2 separate regions of the Sus scrofa genome follow, and region 1 is linked to region 2. The links are chromatin contacts, called in public HiChIP or PLAC-seq maps. All regions are on one chromosome and are shown on one strand. The core of a region is the stretch at or near the end of the contact, and the rest is flanking DNA. Distances in the headings are between cores, read along the strand shown.

Evidence for each region. HiChIP or PLAC-seq counts read pairs in DNA pulled down with a chosen protein or histone mark.
Region 1: an H3K27ac HiChIP or PLAC-seq map of alveolar macrophages shows a contact between it and region 2. The contact joins two enhancer-like sites. A contact is called at or near these places in 1 of 47 Hi-C or Micro-C datasets (mesenteric adipose tissue) and 2 of 2 datasets of contacts at active chromatin or transcription factors (alveolar macrophages and skeletal muscle).

The regions. Positions count from the first base shown.
Region 1 is chr16:46,277,779-46,284,429 of Sscrofa11.1, reverse strand. No RefSeq gene overlaps it. Among named protein-coding and RNA genes, the nearest start is that of PIK3R1, 150 kb to the left of the region's middle. Within about 2 kb of position 1,954, at least 1 of the 83 cell types and tissues checked has an H3K27ac peak or open chromatin away from gene starts, as enhancers often do. A contact at or near this core is called in alveolar macrophages, where this site is marked.
Region 2 is chr16:45,987,045-45,993,915 of Sscrofa11.1, reverse strand. No RefSeq gene overlaps it. Among named protein-coding and RNA genes, the nearest start is that of CD180, 400 kb to the right of the region's middle. Within about 2 kb of position 2,280, at least 8 of the 83 cell types and tissues checked have an H3K27ac peak or open chromatin away from gene starts, as enhancers often do. A contact at or near this core is called in alveolar macrophages, where this site is marked.

The DNA of each region.
Region 1 (6,651 bases), core at 705-3,204, 290 kb before region 2:
CTAGAAATCCCACTTTGGGGTATATATCCAGACAAAATTTTCCTCAAAAAAGACTCATGCACCCACATGTTCATTACAGCTCTATTCACAGTAGCCAAGATATGGAAACAACCCAAATGCCCAAATGTCCATCTACAGATGATTGGATTAGGAAGATGTGGTATATATATACAGAATGGAATACTACTCAGCCATAACAAAGAACAAAATAATGCCATTTGCAGCAACATGGATGGAACTAGAGACTCTCATACTAAGTGAAGTAAGTCAGAAAGAGAAAGAAAAATACCATATGATATCACTTATATTTGGAATATAATATATGGCACAAATGAACCTTTCCACAGAAAGGAAAACCATGGACTTGGAAAAGAGACTTGTGGTTGACAAGGGGGAGGGGGAGGGGGAGGGAATGGGGTGGTTGGGGAGCTTGGGGTTAATATATACAAACTATTGCCTTTGGAATGCATTATCAGTGAGATCCTGCTGTGTAACACTGGGAAATACGTCTAATCACTTATGATGGAGCATGATAATGCACAAAAATAGAATGTGTACATGTATGTGTAACTGGGTCACCATGCTGTACAGTGGGGAAAAAATTGTATTGGGGAAATAACAATTAAAAAAACATAAAGGAAGACTTGCTATGTAGATACAGTGGAATAGTACTCAGCCATTAGAAAAAGAATGAAATAATGCCATTTGCAGCAATATAGATGCATCCTAAGTCAGAAAGAGAAGGACAAATACCATATGATATTACTTATATGTGGAATATAAAATATGGCACAAACGCACCTATGTAAGGAACAGAAACAGATTCAGTCATGGAGAACAAACTTGTGGCTACCAAGGGGGAAAGGGAAGGAGTGGGATGGACCGGCCATTGGGGGTTAATAGATGCAAACTATTACATTTAGAATGGATAAGAAATGAGGTCCTATGTGGAATCTGAAAAAAGGACAGACTGAACTTCTTTACAGAACAGATGCTGACTGACAGACATTGAAAAACTTATGGTCTCCAGAGGAGACAGTTTGGGGGGTGGAGGGATGTGCTTGGGTTGTGGGATGGAAATCCTGTGAAATCAGATTGTTATGATCATTATACAACTACAGATGTGATAAATTCATTTGAGTAATTAAAAAAAAAAAGAAATGAGGTCCTGCTGTACAGCACAGGGAACTATATCCTATCTCTTGGGATAGAACATGATGAAAGATAGTATGAGAAAAAGAATGTGTGTACACACACACACACACACACACACACACACACACATATGTATGACTGGATCACTATGGTATACAGCAGAAATTGGCACAACACTGTAAATCAATTATACCTTAATAAAAAAGAAATATGTTCATTGAAGAATATTTAGAAAACAGATTAAATAAGAAAACAAAAAACCAACTATAGTCAACTAGAAGTTAATCATTTTTAACATTTTAATATAGATTTAGCTTGTATTATACTATACAATTTAAAAATGTAGTTGATATGCTTTATCCCATGTAGAGAATAAACTATATATATGTATATATATGATTTGTCTGTGGCAAAGAGCCTTGAAAAGTTATTGTAAGCATCCTGTATCAATATTGCCCCATAGGCAAATTAATTCTGGTACCTCAACAAAATATTCCTGGGTGGGTGAACAGTTTCTCATAACTTTGATTTTCTTCCCTATCATTTTATTATGGAAATAAAGAGGATGAAGAAGGGAATGAGCATTTATGGAATATCTACTCTATGACCAGAATGTTCCATAGATACTCAAAAAAGTCCCCAATTCTCCTGCCCCTGAAGCTTGCCGTGAATGCTCAATGATGAGCTCCATTCCACAGGAGCTTGCTTTCATGAGTTTCTTCTTTCTTAATCATCCTAAGTCTTGCCAGAAAATGCGCCTACAAGTTCTCTGAGCTGACCTCACCCTGGACTTCTCCTCCAGTCATTTCTCTCCACACTTCTGTCCTTCCCTCATCAACCCTGCTGTTCTCTCTCCATCCTGGGGCATTCCAGGAGTGAACTATGGCCTTTCTCTTTACCCAGAAAGCACAACTACCTCCTAGTTTCAGTGTAAGATACAATTTTATAAATGGCTTGGGCAGAATATAAAGCAATTACAAGGCCAAGATGGCAATTTTAGACCGTATACCAGATACCCTACTCCTGAAAACCAGGAGCTCAACTTCTTCACAGGGACGAGTGGTTGGCTGCTGCCTTGTGAGACCTCTGGTCAGGGGCTGGCCCAGTGCCTTCAACTCTGTGCTTACCTACCTTAGGTCAAGTTTCTCTCAATCAGACTTACTGTCCCAGACCGGCCTTTTACATTATTACGCATAGAAGCCTTGTTCCTCATTCTCCGAATGTCTTGGTTATAAAATGGAATTTGGCCTTTTCCTCTGGATAGCTAAATTCCCCCCTTGAAATGCTGTTCTCAGGCAAAGAAGCCAACTTCCTCTAAAAATACATTCTTGAGCAATAGGTATAGAGAACAGGTGGTTTATGTATTTTTTCTTTTTAGACATAGCTACCCATAGGTTATTCCCTTGTAAAAAATGTATATAGTCCATGCCTTTAACTTACTGATTTGCTTATGGTCTATCTTCCCTTAACAAGAACCTAAGTTCCATAAAGGTGTGATTTGGGGGTGTGTCACCGTTTTATCTAAATCAGTGTCTGACATCCTAATATCTGTTGAAGGAATAAACCTTATTTAGTCCCCAATATAAGCCTAAAAGATAGGTATTATTAATCTCATTTTCCAAAAGAGGAAAAGAGGCTAAAAGAGCATAAGCGGCTTTTCCAGGACCCCAAAGATAGGAAGTCAGAAAACACTTTCGACAAGCTTTAGAGGCCATGTTTTTTCTGCTATATTTATTTATTATCTTTTTTTTTTTCTCAATAGTATTTAGTAGCTTCTGCCAGTCTTAGCTTTGTTAGGGGTTTTGTCTGAACTTAACTATACAATTAAAGGGGACTATTTCTCAGGATAATAACGTGGTGGTGAAAAAGATTCAAAGGATACGTGAAATGCAACAGAATGGAGTCAGGGCTACGTAAGGGTCTCATCCTTGGAATTCCTCCCTTCTAGGTTTGACTCTCACCTTTGCTAAAAACAAAAGAAAACATCCTAGCGCCTGGTAAACTTGATTTTTCAACATGGATTTGTTCCACATTTCAGCATCCACTGCTCTCTCTCTTTGGTCCAAAGTCTAATCTTGAAGAACTTATTGTATTTTGATGCCACAGAACAGAACGTATACATATCTGAATCACCTTGCTGTACACTTGAAACTAATACAACATTAACCAATGATACTTTAATTTAAAAATAAAAGAACAGAGCAAACTTGGGTGACTGACAGTGGAACAAATCTACAAATTGGAAACCCTGGGGCCACCGTGCCAAGCCTATATAGCTATAGATCACTACAAGTTAAAAATAGAAGCAGAATTGATAGTAAAAAAAAAAGAAAGGCTTCACTTATCATTTAGTGTGTCTTTTTAGCTTTGTTATTAGCATGATGTGTAACTCACAGTAGGTATGTAATAAATACCTGATGGTTGACTAACTGGTTGAACTCCCCTCATATCACCCAGTGTCCTTGCTCTTCAGTCTGAATTCACCCCATGCTAGTTTGTTCCTGAGGTTCTCTGGGATCTTCTGAAGGACTGTGGAGCTGGTAGCTTGATAGTTACACATTTGAAGATATAAAGTCTTCTGACTTTATAGTGAAGTTGTAGAAAAGAGCTAACATTCACAAAAAGGGAAAGGCTGCCCAACTAAAGCTCCCTCCAGTATACCTATCTATGTCAGCCTACTTCCTTTGGGAAACATTTCACTCACCTGCTCTCTAGATGCATGAGTGAGTGGCCATTTTTGCTAGATGCCTCCATCTCCCTGGCCCTTTAGATTGGTTGAAAGTTGCACTGAGTTAGGACAATCACACTCCTCCTCTGTTTTATATCTAAAACCTGGAGGGAAGATTCTATTTATCTCTGGTTGGGAAGCTATTAGGAAGTAGGAGAGAACACAGTGCTGGTGATGTCTGGGATTCTTCCATCCACAGAAACTGGCTTAAGAGAATGCTGCAAGCATTATTCATAATAGCACCAAATCAGAAAAAAAAAACCCAAATGCCTGTCAATGGAGGAATGGATAAATAAAATGTGGTACCTCTATACAATGGAATAGTAGTCAGCCGTAAAAAGGAATGAAGGACATTATTACATGGACAGACCTTGATGACATTATACTGAGGGAAAGAAGCCAGTCATAAAGGGCCACATACTGTGTGATTTTATTAATATGAAATATCTAGAAATGGCAACTCTATTGAGACAGAAGGTAGATTCATGGATGCTTGGTGTTGGGGGTGCTAAGGAGGTTGGGGAGAGAGTGATGGCTAAGAAGTACAGGGTTTCTTGTGAGACAACAGAAATATTCAAAAATTGATTATGGTGATGGATGCACAACCCTCTGAACATACTAAAAGCCATTGAATTATACATTTTATGTAGGTCACTGATATGATGTAAACAATAGCTCAACAAGAGTTAAAAGAGAAAGAGAATGACACTAACAAAAAGAGAAGCGGAGACAAGAGATGGACAGAGGGAATTTAGATGGGGCTTGGGTCATTGGCTTCAGACTTTGATTCTGCAATTTTGCTCTTCCCAAAATTTGATTCCTTAAACCAACAAAATCCCAATGCCTACTTTTCTCTCCTCCCCTTTCCTTTTTTCTTGCTTAATCTAATTCAAGTTGGCTTTCTGTCATGTGCCACAACAGCCCTCTTGTTACCAGGAGAGTGGGGGTTAGACTTAGAGGGCAGTGGGCCCCTCCATCAGAAGACTCTGATCTTCATGTCAAATAGAATATGACCACAGGACTTTATATACATGATGGATGCTCAGTAAATGTTGATTCAACTTAAATAAACATTTCCAAGCTTAAATGACAGAGCTTTCCCCATGGCGGCTCAAGCCCACGGAGCCTCCTCTTTCAGCCCAAGTTGGTTTTATTTGATGACATTATGCCAAGTTATTTCCAAAACCCTATCTGTGAGATTTCTTTCTGGCATTTGTAATTGCCCCTGAAAGAAAATTTAAACTTTCACATGCTGCCTTAAATTTAACTGAACTGTATTGATGGGCTGGTAGTGTTTCCCAGACTCTCTAGGTGGTGGGCAAGTTTGAAAATGAAAGACTTTTTCAAACCCAAGTAAATGAGATAATTTCAGGTCAGAGTGGACAGCAGCACACAGAGAAGCCAGAAGCTGTGGCCCCACTGACCCAATACAGAGCAGACTTCTGAGTGCAAAGACACACACACACACACACACACACACACACACACACACACACACACACACACACACACTAGCATCCATGTCTCCATCAATAAAGAATATTGTGTTGCCAGATATTCCTTTACTATTTCTGGCCTGTGAGACCATGACAGAAAAAAATGCTAGTGAATTTTCTATGACGCACATTCAGATAAATACGTAAAAAAAAAAAAATACATCTGCGTGATGCAGCACAATGGTTATGTTTGAACTCTTTGTAGAAGAAGAAGGGTATAGCAGTGGTTCTCAAACCTGGGTGTGGATCACAATCACCTAGAGGGCTGGTTAAAACAGGTCCCAGGACCCCCATCCCCAGAGCTTTTGATTCAGTGGGTCTAGGGTGGGCTTGAGAAATGTGCATCGTGCATCTTCGATAAGTCCCAGGGGATGCAGTTGCTGTGGGCTTGGGGACCCACGTGGAGAGCCTCGAAGTTATAGTGTATGGTCAGGTACTTCTTTTTTTAAAATGATATTTAATTGTCCTATTTATTTATTTATTTTTCTTTTTAGGGCTGCACCTGCGGCATATGGACATTCTTGAGGGGTCTAATCAAGCTGCAGCTGCCAGCCTACACCACAGCCACAGCAATGCTAGATCCAAGCTGCATCTGAGACTAACACCACAGCTTGTGGCAACACTCCATTCTTAACCGACTGGGCGAGGCCAGGGATCAAACTCGCATCCTCACAGATACTGTGTTGGATTTGTAACCTGCTGAGCCACAGCGGGAACTCCTGTCTTATTTAAATAGTTTACGGAACTTGGAATTGGACCCAGTGACCCAGACGCGCAAGTTGCATGGCTCATTTCTAATTCCTGAAGCCCCAGTTTTAAATTAAACGATCATTACTTGAGTTTTTAAATGTTCCACTGCAAACATCAGTTTGCATCCAGTTCTATGGTTGCCCTTTCCATGTCGGCTCATTCCCAACATCATTACAGAGTCCTTCCAGGACCATTGGAAATGTAAATTCCCAACTGAACAGGGTCTGGCAGAGAAAGGAGAGGAGGGTAGAAGGGCTGGATGCTAAACCAGCAACTGCACAGCTATCTAACCATCAGTCCTGCCTCTCAGTCAAGAAGCCTGGCTTAAAGATGAAAATGAGAAGATTAAGAACATTTTGCAGCATTGCCTCTGAGGTACGTAAGTCTTCATGTGACATTTCCTTTCTTCCCTCCACTGGGAGAAGAGCAATGTGCTGAAATGCCTAAATACCAAACTTTGTGTGACTTCAAATAAAATTATGAGAAAGGGCAAGTCAGCACAAGGGACACAAGGAATTTCAG
Region 2 (6,871 bases), core at 1,031-3,530:
GTAGGAGGAGGAAGAAAGGGAAGTAACCACAAAATTAAAAAAAAGAAAAACAAAATCCTGGATGACTTTTAGCATCTGTTCCACTCCCACATTAATAAAATTCACCTGGAAATTCCAAACAAAAGGAGACCAGAAAACAAGAGTGGGGTGGGTGGAAAGAAGGGCGTATTGGTGAAGAAAAAATCAAAGGGGAGAAAAAAGCCACAGTGCTTTCTGGGGCCAGAAATCACTATCATCCTTCCAACATATACACACACACACACACACACACACACACAACCAGGAACATGCTCAGCAGGGATGCTGAGACTTTACTAGATGTGTCTCCCCAGAACGATGCCATGTACCGTAGTGCCCAAGGGAAAAGAGGGGAGGGAAGCAGGGCATGAGCAGGCTGGGGTGGGGGCATAAGAGAAGAAAACACCCATAATGGAGGAGATGGTGAAGGATGAAGTAGGTATAAGACATGTATATAGAGGGAGAAAGCACTGAGGAGCACTTAAACTAAAAACAAAATCCTAAATGTCAAATATATATTTTTTTAATTTCTATGCTATTCCTACCCTGAACTTCCTAATGGTTCCCTTTGTTTAAAAAATTAATTCTGGAGTTCCTGTTGTGTCTCAGCCATAACAAACCCAACTGGTATCCATGAGGATGTGGGTTTGATCCCTGGCCTGGCTCAGTGGGTTGAAGATCTGGCCTTGCCATGAGCTGTGGTATAGGTCACAGATGTGGCTTGCATCCCATGTCTGCTGTGGTTGTGGGCATAGGTCAGCAGCTGAAGCTCCAATGTGATCCCTGGCCTGGGAATTCCCATACACTCTGGGTATGGCCCTAAAAAGCAAAAATAAATAAATAAATAAATAAATAAATAAATAAATAAATAAATAAATTTGTCCGTGCACATTTCATTAATACTTTCCTCTTGCTTCAGAGTGGTTTGTGATCCCACTGGTTGAGGCTTAGCATGGACAGACCTGTACCCAGAAAGCTGCTCAAATTTCCAGACACCAGACCTCCTAAGCCAGGCAAAGCTTGTATGTTCTTGGGGCTGGTATGCCCATCATCCCCTGTGCAAACACCCTGGTTTAGGACCCCACGGCTGTTTATGGCCTGGAACTTCCTCTCATGGGGACTATTTCAGTGTCTGGCTGGGCTTCTCAGGTAGAGTATAGAGAAAAGATCCCACTCATGTAGACCTCCTGCAGATCTGTTCCAAAAAGACTGAAGGTAGGCCATTGCCCAATACAGTGAAGGCGTCAGGGCCTCTTGGGCCTATAAAGTGCTGTATCTGCTGAATTTTGAGGTATGGTGTTACAGAATGTTAAAATGTGCCTTCTCCTGGAACACCCGTGTCTCCCAGGAAGTTGCTCTCCCTCCACTGGGGCCACAATTAGAAGATGATACCTGCTGTGAAGGAGCTGACCATCTGTGACCCAGGTCTCTTACCTAGGCTTTGTTAGTGAGCCAGTATGGTTGTATCAATCCTCATGGTTTCTTTGGGTTCATTTAATACCCTGGCATTCTGTGTTCCATGTGCTGCTATGGGTGTTTTCTCATCAGGGGGAAGCATATTCTGGATTAAGTTTAGAAGCGGTGTTCCTGATGATCTAGCTGCTTTTGAGGTGATCCATATGGGCTCTACCCTAGGCTGAGGGGCTCCCCACTGGACACTAGTGGAGGGGTCAGCGTGGTGGGCACAGGAATCTGCCAGGCCCATTACTCCTGTGGGAGACAGAGGTAACTACTTGGTTTGGGGGCACAGATTTGGCCGAGTACCATGTAGAAGCAATGGAGCAGCGCTGACAAGGCTGCCTGCCAAGGGCATCAGTCTGTTTTCTACCCTGGCCTATCCCAGGCCAGGGGATACGGGAGCAGCAGGTGTGGGTCCTGGTTCTAGAATGCACGGAGCTGGCTGCAGTTTGGTATTCAGGGAAGAATTCTGGTCCTAGTTAGCTGGATCCAGGAGAGGTTTCAGATCATTCTGAAGGCAAATATCTGTGTGTTCAGAGGAGCTTTGCTTCTGTCTTGTTGGTAGGGATGTTCTGGATGTGAAAAGAGGTGGCAGATCCTCAAGGCAGCTTCTGAACCTTGAAAACATACAGACCATTTGGGCTAATATTTTCTGAGCAGGTGTGGGCTGTCCATAGTCTGGCTATGGAAAGGTCTAGAAGAGGAGATTCATCCTGGAGGGAACTCTTGCCGAGGCAGTGACACTGGCCCTTGCTGGCCCCTTTATGCTGGCTGCCTGCATGCTTTGTTCCTGTTTTTCTGTGTTCTGGAATTTGTTCTGGTTTTGGTCTTGCAGCTTCAGCATTATCTATGTGCTTCCTGCTGCCAGAGGAGAAACTTGCATATTGAGGGCACGCAGTACTCAAGAGTTACCCCCGACAGTGCTGATCCTAGAGCTCAGGGGTCCAGGAGCCATGATCTCAAGGCAACCCCTACCTTTCAGGAAGTTCACTTTGCTCTTTAATCTACATTTGGATACAGAAGAACTTTCTGATGATGATCTCTGCCTTCTAAACAGAAGTGAATTTCTGGTTGAAAATTGGACTGACCCCAGCTAGTTTCACATTTAGTCCCTGGAGGCAGGGAAGGTGCTGGGAAGGGGGAGGAAGCTTTGATCCAGGACACAATAAGCCACTGCACTGGGTGGTACCCTCTCCTCTTCCCTCTCCCCACAGAAGCCCTTAAAGTGTTTCGACCTCTGCAAGAGACCGTGTAAATGAAGCATATAAGAAACAAGCTTGGAAAGGTAGGTTGGAACAAATTTTAGGAAAGTCTTAAATGCTAGATAATAAATTTAGAGTTTTTTGATAGGGAGTAGGGAACTACTGAAGATTTCTGAACACGGGAGGGACATGAACATGACATGGCTTTAGAATGATTCACTCTCCCACTACTGTTTTGAGGGAAAAGAGTCAAGATGCTTTAAGGTATAAGTAAGAGAATATTGAACTGAGATGGCCTAGATGATAGAGATTTATCACCTCATATAAGAAGCAGCCCCATAACTGTAAAGAGAAATTCAGTTGTTTTTCACAAAGCAATGGTGATATGTGAAACCAAGAGACTGAATGAGGGTATTAAGAAAGAACATAGAAACAACAAAATGTCACCAACTAAGAAATTTAGAGAATGTCACGGGGGAAAGTTAGGAAGCAGAAAACAAAAAAATAAATTCCTTATTATCTAATTTTTGTTACCTCTAGTTTAGCATGAGCTCACATCTAACCCCAAATGACCTTTTTTGTTTATTTGTTTGTTTGTTTTTGCTTTTTAGGGCTGCACCCACTACATGTGGAAGTTATCAGGCTAGGGGTCCAATCAGAGCTGCAGCTGCTGGCCTACACCACATCATCAGCAATGCAGGATCACAGCTGTGACTGCGACCTACACCGCAGCTCACGGCAACACTGGATTCTTAACCCACTGAGGGAGGCCAGGGATCAAGCCCGCATCCTCATGGATGCTAGCTGGGTTTGTTACCCCAGCCACAATGGGAACTCCCCTAAATGATAATTTTTAAATGAAAACAGTTCAACCTCTCAGGAATATTACATTCTCATTTCAGAAAACCAATTGAGCCAAGCATCAGGATAACCAAAAGAGTCCTTTCTCTACAGATGAGACCTCTGTATGATCCATTTCAAAATCATTTTATTTACTGTCAACAAAAGTAGTCAGAGCATTCATCCCTAGTGGCCACTGGTTATCTTAAGAGACGTTCCCACATTTATATAGGGAGCACCCACTGGAATCCATAAAGCAACTCGACAATCCACAGAGCTGTCTCCTGCTAAAACAGGAAGGATGCAGTCCTGCAGGCTTGATACAGTTGTCTGTGACCAGGCAAGGCACTCATCAAAAATTTCAGATGTGAATGCCCAAGCCAGGCATACCTGTTCACTTGTCTCTGCCAAGTGTCCTCACCATGAGGTTCTATTTTCACAGCAAGGAAAAGGGAGGTAGACTTAAAACAAAAAAAATGAAACGTCCACTTGCCATTTTTCACGTTTGATGGAGCTTAGTTACTGTGTCACCTCTGTCATTTTTCTGAGCCCTCTGGATGGTAGTGGCAACTGCCAGCCAAGGCAACTATCGCTCAGTGCTCTGCCGAATAACTCTTTTTCTCACCTATAGATTAAAATGACCCAGTAGTAGGAAAGGGGTGGTAATGATTCTATGGGGAAACCAAAAGAAATAATGAACTTTTGCAAACGATGAAGTTGACAGCAGGTGACTGCCCTCTCAGCTTGATTCTATGGCCCACACCTAAGGACTCAACTCCTTGCCCTTGGGGTGATGTGCTTTTGCCAGAGAAAATAATGAAAATGGCTAACTTGAAATAAACAGTGCTGCATCCTACAAAACTATACCAGAGCTTTTAATTTACAAAACCCAGCTGTGCAATTTTCAGACTGATCCCTCTCACACTATACATTTCTTAAGTGGATTTGAATGAATGAAAACTATGTAAGCATCTATAGATGTAGAGATACAGATATAGAGAGTTAATATTTACCAAGCCCTTAGCATGTGCAAATATGTTTACCTATATTAACCTATTTAAACTTTATAAGGAAGGTGCTATTATCATTATATTCTTTTCATAGATGAGAAACAAAAGGAATGGAAAAAGACATTGATAGATGGGTTGCAATGGGTTCCACAAGGAACGTAACAAATAGAAAGTCGTCAATGACACATGCATATCCCCAGTTTATATATATTTGTCTTTTTTTTCCCACTTTCTATTTCCAGCTTCATCTCACACAACAGTTTTGAGCCTGGAGAGGCTGATCAACAATCTGTACGACTATTAAGAGATAGCCTCTGTTAATTAGCAGCTTTCCAGAAGACAATATTCCATTCTCCTCTGGAAAAATGTGTCCGCAGACGTTTGCCTTGAAGAGGTAATTGGTAAAGGGCATGTGGTTGCTCTGCTAATCATGTCTTCATACTCGGCAGTTATAACATGCACACAATTCAATGCATTAAGTAATTAGTTCTCAGCATCTTGTGAATTGAGGACCTATTTCCAGAATGATTTAGTGCAGTTTCTTCTGAAGTCCATGCTAACAGAGGAAATAATTAGGCTTAGAAGGGTTTTACTTAAAAACTTATGTCTCCAGTTATCTAAAATGACTGTGCTAATTAAGCCTCTCATAAATTTCCTTGCCGCACTTCACTCTGAGCACTTGGGACTTCACCTCAGGTGTTCCTCGAGGTCTGCTGCAGTGCTGGGAACGCTCTGTGGTGGAAGTCACTCAGACTGGACTCCCTGGAGACTTGTAACCACTCTGGGACACAGGCTCTTCTTCTCTAAGGCCACACATTCAAGAGATTCATGATTTTTTGTTTGTTTGTTTTTTTTGTAATCATATTCAAGTCAATCTGCTTGAGGTTAAAAAAAATGTACTAGTCTACAGAGCTCCCGTTGTGGCTCAGAAGTTAACGAACCCACCTAGCATCCATGAGGATGCGGGTTCGATCCTTGGCCTCAGTGGGTTAAGGATCTGGCATTGCCATGAACTGTGGGGTAGGTCACAGATGCAGCTCAGATCCCAAGTTGCTGTGGCTCTGGAATAGGCTGGAGGCTGCAGCTCTGATTGGACACCTAGCCTGGGAATTTCCATGTGCTGCAGATGCAGCCCTAAAAAGACCAAAAAAAAAAAAAAAAATTCTAGTCTAATTAGGATAGCATAAAGTGTAGTCTATGAACCAGTTAACAGTCTGTGAATTGTTACTGGCCATTTCATGGAATGGTAAGTACAGAACTTATGAACAAGAATTTGGAAACTTTTATAGCAATTTGACAGAATAATTTTTTTCTGTCCATTAAATCTAATAATTTTTAAAAGGGGTCTTATATTTTGATGTCATTTTTTTCTGTTTCATTTTTATTATTCATCTTTTAACAGTTGATTTTTTTTTCCCCTTAAGGATCATATTTCCTGACCTTTTTTTTTTTTTTTTTTTTTTTTTTGTATTGGCTAGTGTGAATTTTCAGGACTTTGTACTGGATTTTGCTGAAATCCTTTCCGTAGCTGTGGATTTGTTGTGGCAGGCAATTAGGTTAACAGGGATCAGTGTGATCCTCCCGAGGTGTGCAATTGAGCTGCCTCCAAGCAATAAGCTGAGGCAATAGTAGGAGTCACCTTGTTTGTTTCCACTCTCTGAAGGGATCGTACTCCTACCAGGACTTTTGTTCAATATCTGAAAAAGTGTTGTTTCATACATTATTCTGGTTTCCTAATTGTTTAAGGTAGAAGAGTGAGTCAATCACGTTTACTTTCCTATGGCTAGAAACAGATGTACTAGGACTTCATCTTAAAATCCTCCATCCTGATATCCAATAATTCACTGGCAATAATTTTAAAGTACTTTACAAAAGTATCGCTCTATAATGAAAGATACGTTAAACAATAAAACAAAACAGAGCAACAACAATAAAAAAAAAAACCCAAACAACTCATTAAAGAATGAACAAATGACTTGAAAAGACATTTCACCAAATAAGATTTACAAATGACCAATAAACATGTGAAAAAATACTCAGAATCACTAATCATCAGCGAAATGGAAACCAAAACCACATAAGATTCCATCTCATCCTTGTTAGAATGGGTATTATCAACAACAATAACAACAAAAAAAGCCGTAAAAAGGAAAAGGAAGGAAATTATGACATATTCTGCCACATGAAGGAAACTTGGAGGCATCATAATAAAAATAAGTCAGGCACCAAAGGACATACATTGCATGTTTCCACTTACATGAGGTACTAAGGTAAGAATAGTCAAACTGATAGAGTGAAAAAGGAGAAGAGTGGGTACCAGCAGCTGGGAGGAAAGAGGAATAG